Regions from separate parts of the Zea mays genome. Here region 1 is linked to region 2. The links are chromatin contacts, called in public Hi-C maps. All regions are on one chromosome and are shown on one strand. Each heading gives the region's core, a stretch centred on a gene start, on an enhancer-like site or on the middle of the called end of the contact. The rest is flanking DNA. Distances are from core to core; before and after follow the strand shown. Region 1 holds the start of LOC103653691 (60S ribosomal protein L6-like). Region 2 holds the start of LOC100286216 (small nuclear ribonucleoprotein Sm D1).

Region 1 (4,062 bases), core at 42-2,541, 610 kb after region 2:
TAAACGGAAGCAAGCCTTACCACTGCAAATGCACAGAGGCTGCTTTGAACCCGTGACCTAATGATTTTAATAAGACAGCTCCCACAACTGCAACAGGCCTACCCTTGTAACTTCAACTAAAAGTAATTTTATAAATCCAAACAATAGTAGTCTTCATTTACAGTATTTAAACTATAAAAGTTGTTTCCAGCAAGTCAAAGACATGAAAATGCAGATAGTCCAACAGTCTATTTTTTAACCATGTGACAGTGCCATCAAAGAACCAATGCTTAGGCATCACCTGTGTATGAGGGCGCAAATGCACTATGAGGTCAAGAGCTGTTGCGTATGATGCTACTATGAGCATTGAGGGTAGGGCTCCAGCAAATAAAAAATCATCATCCGATTCTCTCTCAGCTCTCGCATTCTGGTGGCCGAGACTCCCCCTCCCTCACAAATATTTATTTGCTGAAGCCAGGTCTTAGGTAAGGTTCTAAACTTTCTGGGCCAAGACCGTTCTTTGGACCTCGTCTGCAATGTACAAGGACTGGTTTGGTGACAAGGAAATTGGAGGGGAGGAAATCCCTTGCTATTCAATTTTGAATAGCATGAACTTTCCTCCCCTTCAATCCCCTCCAATTCCCTTGTCACCAAAGCCCGGATGCCCTTATATCACGCATGCAGGTCCTATAGTCCAGACTGAATTCGGATTCTTTAAAAACTCTACAAATAATATAGTTCACAGATTGAGCCAACCAGCGCGTAAAGATTTACATCTAACATTCAACTCAAAACTTATGCTGTGATCAGAGGCAGCGAACCAAGCGTGGCTCACCAGAGATAAGGAGCAGGCCAGACTTGAGCTGCTTGAGAAACACCACTCTCTTCCCCATGAAGCGCCCTGCGAGGAGGATCAGCACCGTCCCAGGCGTGATGCTCGACCTGCACAAAAGAATGGCAAGTGGAATCAAATCTCCAAGCAAAATAAATACGAACACCACGCGGGCTGCGACTTGAAGGAATGGCTTCGGCACCTGAGCTTGGTAGGCTTAGGCTTGCGGGTGCTGGGAACGCGGGGCTTGACGTCGTCGGCAGGGTAGAACTTGGGTTCCACGGCGGCGGCGGCCTTGTCGGCCTTGGGGAAGGCGCCGCCGTTCTTGGCCTTGATGGCCCACAGCCCACGGCGATGGTACGTGTGCGACCGCGAAGCGCGCTTGATGCCCGTCGACAGCTTCGACGTCGGCGCCATTGGATCGAAATGGTACGAGGCACAGCTTCGGATCGGGGACTGGGGGCGGCGGCGGTCGAAAAATGGAAGCGACGGTTTGGTCACGGCATATATATGTGTGCGGCGGCTTACAGGTGGAAACCCTAGGTCGTCGGGCTCCTCCGCGTGTAGTAGTGGGCCTAATTGTTGAGGCCCATGCACCTCACGAAATATTTTCCGTTCAAAAAATATATTTTGTCTTCATCAACTATCACAAAAGTTTAATTGTTTCTTCTTCGACTATAAAATTAATACAACTCGTTCCTTCTCTATCTCTATCTCTACTATATAAATCATTCTTTAAAGCACAAAAATTTCATGTGTCGTACGTTACACGCAAAACATGTAGTTCTATTTTTCTCCAACATGTCATAAGCTAACAGCCCTAAAGATCTTATATCTTTCATGCACAACTAACCTAAGATAAGACTCGTATCTCCATAGACGATATCGAGCATGTTATCCTGCTGGCCTCTCACTCGCCAACCAGACACTCTTCTACATTGTCATCTCCTTCGTGCGAGGAGGAAACCACTTCCAGACGTCAAGAACAAAAAAAGGTTAAATCTAAATTCAACTGCACTCCATTTAACTATTCTTGTATTTCTCACAACTCGAATGCCCAATTGCTTTCTATTCCTCTTGGCAAACCTCCTCGTTTTGGTGGAGAGGATTATTCTTGGTGGAGCCATAAAATGTGTAGTCATCTTTTTTCTCTCCATCCTAGCATTTGGGATATAGTAGAAAATGGAATGCAAATACGAGATATTGATGATGAGAATTTTGATGATATAGAAGTAGAAGAATTAATTCATAGAAATTTCCAAGCTGCCACTGTTTTGCTAGCTTCTCTATGCAGAGAAGAATACAACAAGGTAAATGGCTTGGAGAATGCCAAAGAAATCTGAGATACATTGAAGATCGTGCATGAAGGAAACTTGCTGACCAAAGTAACCAAGGTGAAGCTCATCGAGGGTGAACTTGGGAGGTTCGCCATGAAGATGGGCGAAGGGCCACAAGAAATGTACATCATGCTTAAGCCCCTAGTGAACCAAGTGCAGAACTATGGAAGGAAGAGATGGATGGATCATGAAGTTGTTGGACTCATGTTGAGGTCATTTACTGTTATAGATCCTACTCTTATTTCTTTAATCTATGAGAACTCTAGGTAAACTAAGATGGTGCCCGAGGAGGTGCTTGGAAAATTTGTTAGCCATCAAATGGTGGTTAAAGATGCCAAGTACATCGACGACAACACCAATGGGAGCACCCCTCCAATGAATCACAAGTCATTGCTTTCAAAGAAATGAATGATAAGGAGGCGATCCTCAACAAGGTGGCGCAAGTTGAGGCAGCCGGCCTCAACGATGAGGATATGGCCATCATCAAGCGCTTCAAGAGCGCATTGAAGGGGCACAAGAGCTACAACAACAACAAGTCAAAGGGGAAACGTTCATGCTTCAAATGTGGTAAGATTGGCCATTTTATTGCTAATTGTCTAGAATATGAAAGTGATGACTAGGAAAAGGCAAAGAAGGGAGAAGATGGAAAAGAAGAAGTTCTTTAAGAAAAAAGGGTGAGGCACATATTGGAAAGGAGTGGGACTCAAGTTGCAGCTCCTCCGACTCCGACAACGAAGGACTCGCCACCATTGCCTTCGACAAGTCATCACTCTTCCCCAACGAGCGACATACATGCTTGACGGCAAAGGAGAAAAAGGTATATCCTAGATCAACGCCAAAGTATACTTCCTCTAGTGATGAAGAATCTAGTGATGCTGAGGAAGATTATAACATGTTGTTTAAGGGCCTTGATAGCTTTAAGGTTGATAAAATTAATGAATTAATTGATTCCCTAAATGAGAAGGATAGACTTTTAGAAAAACAAGAAGATCTCATTCATGAGGAATATTACAAATTTGTTAGTGTGGAAAAGGCCCTTGCTCTTGAACTTGAAAATAATAAAATTTTGACTAAAGAGTTTGATGATTGTCACTCTTTCATTTCCTATCTTAAAATTGCTAATCAAGAATTGAATGATAATAGTGAAGTTGAATGAGTGACATGCATCTTCATCCCTCGAGCATGTCTCTATTTGAAATAGATGTAGGGATGTAGATGTTCCTGTCATTCTAATGTTGCTAAGATTGCTAGTTTGAATGATGAGATCGCAAAATTAAATGCTGAAACTAAAATTTGCAATGATGAGCTAAAGAAGATTAAATTTTCTAGGGAAGCTTTTGTAAATGGTAGGAATCCTCGGATCAAGGATGGTATTGGCTTCCAAAAGGGAGCCAAAGACCAGTAGGAGCCAAAACTTGTTTTGTAGGTTTATGCATCTGGGGGCACAAGCTGGGTCATTCATAGAGGATGCACAAACCACGTGACGGGTGAGGAACACATGTTCTCATCCTACGTCAAAACAAGGATTCCCAAGATGTGATTATCTTTGGAGATGGGAATCAAGTGAAAGTAAAGGGTTTAGGTAAAATTAGGATCACCACTGAGCACTTTATCTCTAATATATTTTTGGTTGATTCATTAGACTATAATCTACTTTCCTTTAGCCAATTATGATCTATTGGATATAATTGTTTATTTACCGATGTCAATGTTATGGTCTTTAGAAGGAATGATGGTTCAATTGCATTTAAAGGTGTATTAAAGGGAAAACTTTATCTAGTAAATTTTTTGAATGATAATGTACAACTTGATGCATGTTTAATTGCAAAGATCAACGTGGGTTGCTATGGCATCGTTGCCTAGCACATGTTGGGATGAAGAACTGTAACACCCTGTATTTCGGGGTATAAAATT
Region 2 (4,089 bases), core at 1,486-3,985:
AAAAATATGGAGATAGTAATATATATAGGCTAAGATATGACATTAGCTATTAACCAACAAAATTTGAATTGAAAACTCATTTTATATATGAGGAAATAAAAAGGACAGTTTTATTAAGAGATAGATTGAACAAACTCAAACATGTGAAGGATAAATTAAACAAAAAGAAATACTTTAGGGGATTATATGGGTATCGTCCACATGTGAGGGAAGTAATTTGGACCTTTTCCTTTAATATTTCTATATGTGTTTTTACTCTATATCTAGATATAATGTATAGCTAATAGATATATGATACTCTGCATCAATATATAATGTATATCTAAATAGATACATAATTGTACGTTGTATATCTAAAGTGCATAACAAGAGCTATGTGTGATGTGTCTAGAGAAGTCTTAAAGATAGTATTTAATTGTTCTTAAAAGTTCTAGGGAAAGAACATATGATCACATGGTAACCTCATCAACATAAATCCACGGCAAAAAAAAACAATTGATACATGGTTGCATAATCAAAGGCATACTTCGTACAATTGATAGGAATGTAGATTACACTGCAGATGCACGCAATGCAATTTCCAAAAGCAGCTAGCATGCTCAACGTCCCCGACCCCGACCGCGCCCACGACCACGGCCACGCCCACGGCCCAAGGGCTTCCCTGGTTTTTGATGAAGATGGATGAAATGATAATGCTAGCAGGTGGTAAATCTCGAAGGTTGAAATGGGAGAAAAAGAACTCTGACCAGAAGTAGGCTTCTTAGGCTTGACCCTTGGTGTTTCCTCAACCAGCAAAGTCTCCAGGTTTAGGCTGTCAGGAAGGATATAATAGCGGATGTTGTTTCCCCTCACACTAAGGTGATCAAGGGTAACAGGATTTTTCCCTTTTAGTGTCAGCTTCACAGTCTTCAGATGAGTATTCATGCTGATGTCAACACCTACAAAGTCCAAAAAATCAGAATACACTACTGAATAATCATTCTAGGATTACTGTAAAATCTGATGGAATGGGAGAGAATTTTAATGGGATGTTAAAAACTGACTATAATAAAATCATGTGAAAGATGCTGTCAGATGCAATGATATGGGGACAAATTAAAGGCCAGTAAATATAATATTAAAAGACTAGCCATTGTTGTTTGCTGGCGAAATCTGTAATCTTACACCTCATGTCACTTCAAATTCAAATTTCTAAACAAACAAACATTGAAATATCCTGCCTATATGTATTTAGGCAGCTTACCAACCTAGTTAAATGCCATAATAGCATTTCTACACATTTTGTAAGAGACATTCAACAATAGCTCAAGATCAAAATTCAAAATTCACCCTGCTTCAGATTTTTGCATGTTGGCAGGGATTGCCATGTTTAGCTATACCGGTATGGAGTAACCAATGATGCTACCAAAGATGCAAAATCTAAGATTTGTGGAGTTTTGTGCTGGTTTGATCACATCCATTTGTGGAGTTCTTGTAAGGACTGAAATTAGATGGACAATTTTTTTTAATCACCAAAAAATGACAGAAATATTCTCTAATCTTAGGTGTTAATAACAGTGTCATATGGTAAGTTCTAAACAACATGAAAATTACTTAACTATCTGAAGATAGCTGTCCGTATATGTAAACCATAATCGACCGGATAACCTATAAAAGAAACATTACACTGTGACTATTAATGCTACGTAGGATTACTCCAATATATAAAGGACAATGCATATACCCTACCATACTATCTAGAGCAGGCAATGTAGATAAAATGAATTTCTTGAAAATTCAAACATATGATGAGGACTTGAAAATAATTACTATCCTAAATTAAGCCAGTAAACATGAAAGTTGAACCCTAGGGGAAAAAGATGTCTACAAGAAAAGTAAACATGGTCTTTTTTGTTAGGGAAAACATGGTCTGTGAAGCACAAATAAATGTTCAGTCCACCCTCCATTTTCACGATGCCTAACTTAGAAGAAACTCAGAAAACTGTACTAATTTTGGTTTAGGTTGCATCTAGAAATCTTTCATTTCACATTGGACGACAGAAATCGCCTAAAAATTATCCAGTTTAAGCACAACTTTGGTATGCAGGAGCAACATTACCCATTGAAACCAAACATTAGAAACTATAAAAATCACCAACACTTCAAATCAGATTTATAACAGCCAATACTGGCAGCAATGCAAAAATTAAAGTGAATTACCCAAAACGGCAACATGGTGTTGCAAGTCACATGTTATATGGAAGGAATAACTAGAATATATTGCCTTACTATAGATGAATAAAATTCACCATATTTGGACCAAGCGGAAACAGGATGGCAATAAAAGATCATATAGTAGCTCTGTTGGTCACATGTTCCTAGGTTACAGCCAGAAACACAGTATTAAGCTACTTTCTAAGCCCGCACACCTAAAGGTGCCCCGCACCTCTAATTCCCACAGTGGTAAAGTTCGCATGACGTCATACCGGTAATGGTTCCGTGTACGACGGTGCCGTTCTTAAGCTCGATGGTCACCGTTTCGTTGTTCAGCTTCATCAAGAACCTGTAAAAGCGCAATTCCCGCGCCAAAATCCGCACCGATTCGGGCGAAAATTGCACCAAACGAATCAGCAGACTGAAACGAATGGAGGGGGAAAGGGGAGAAACAGGGGGATGCTGGCTTACCTGACGAGCTTCATCTTGGAGGCGCTTGTGGGGAGGTAAAGCTAGGGTTTTTGCGGGGGGAGCTGCTACCTCGAGCTGATTCGGAGCGGGCGAGGAGACATAAAAACCCCTTCTCCCGATTTGCGGCTGTACACTGTAGTCGCGAGATGGGCTAAATGGGCTGTAGCTGGGCCTACGATGGGTCTTCGAAAGGAAAAAGTCTATTTGATATCCCTCAAGTCCGATGGGGAGGTGGAGGATTCGCTTTCGCTGACGCCTGACGGCAACGTGTCGCACCGGCGGCCTTGGCCACTGTCCTCGAGCTCGTCGGCCCGCCCACCTTCAGGTCCAGCGCCTTCACCTTCACCACCGGCTACGGCTAGGCGCGCTCTCAACTTCGAGAGTGCGGACTATGTCGCTGATCGCAGCCGTGAACTCCACCCCAACTTCGACAGGCATGCTTACAACATACTAAAATAATACACCATCTTCACTCTTCAGTAGGCGGTGGCCTTGAGAGCCGAGATCGGATGAGGATTTCCAAATCCTTGTCTCTAGTTCAGTCTCTCTCGTGGGGCTACAGAACCATGGCAGATGAGGAATTCCGGATACTGGGAGATGACCCTTTGTGCAGCAACATGACGATGATCGATCATACCCAGATATAGATACTGAAGTACGGAATTACAAATGATTAGCTTTCCAAAATTCTCTCCATTTGGTTAAACATGAAATTGAGATTTAAAATCAGAGACTCAATTATCTGGAATTGAACTATAACTAGAAACTCTTTCTCTCAATACATAGCATCGCCCTCCGTATTGTGTAGAATTAGGCCGCAAAATTTCAAACTCCAATTCAGTAATATTCAAACAATATAATTAGAATTACATCATTTCAATACCAAATTCAATTTCATGCCTTAAATATTGACATCTAAACGGATCATCAGATTTTTCGTCATGATGTGAAATGCAAATGAAAACAGAAAGCTACTTTTGAATCACTTGTATACATGTCCAGGCGAGCCGGGGCTTGCCGGATGGCTTGAAACCCGACACTGGTTGTGCCCAGCTCGAAACCAGCACGACACATAGCGAACCGAGCCCATGACGGCTTGGCCTGGTCACTGGGCTGTGCCTGGGCTAAGGCGTGGCATGGCAGGCTTCGACACGACCTAGTTTTATTTTTTTCTATTTTTTTCATACAAATACATATCATATGTTTTTGTTGGTTATATGGGTGCGAATAAATGTTTAGAGGTAAAAGGCAACACAATGTAAAATGTTACGGACATTCGTCCCTGAAAGCGTTATCTTCTTCAAAGATAATGATTCCTGGACGAGGGTAAAGGGAGATGATTAACTTCAATCATGAAACAATCCTCCTTCGAGGGTTGTTTATGATCGAAGATTAATGACAGAACAAAAACGTTTCATATTTAAT

The links. Hi-C and Micro-C count contacts between places; a contact is called where the count stands out from the background.
Region 1: a contact with region 2 is called in a Hi-C map of ear, with 2.2 times the contacts expected there. The contact joins the promoter of LOC103653691 here to the promoter of LOC100286216 in region 2. A contact is called at or near these places in 2 of 25 Hi-C or Micro-C datasets (ear and tassel).

What each region holds. Positions count from the first base shown.
Region 1 is chr4:133,259,453-133,263,514 of Zm-B73-REFERENCE-NAM-5.0, forward strand. It overlaps LOC103653691 (60S ribosomal protein L6-like), which reads right to left and starts at 1,292. Exons shown (of 4, transcript NM_001301490.1): 1 at 1,014-1,292; 2 at 815-921. The coding sequence starts at 1,228.
Region 2 is chr4:132,649,489-132,653,577 of Zm-B73-REFERENCE-NAM-5.0, forward strand. It overlaps LOC100286216 (small nuclear ribonucleoprotein Sm D1), which reads right to left and starts at 2,736. Exons shown (of 5, transcript NM_001159104.2): 1 at 2,665-2,736; 2 at 2,466-2,542; 3 at 1,599-1,647; 4 at 747-938; 5 at 393-661. The coding sequence starts at 1,632. The coding sequence ends at 600.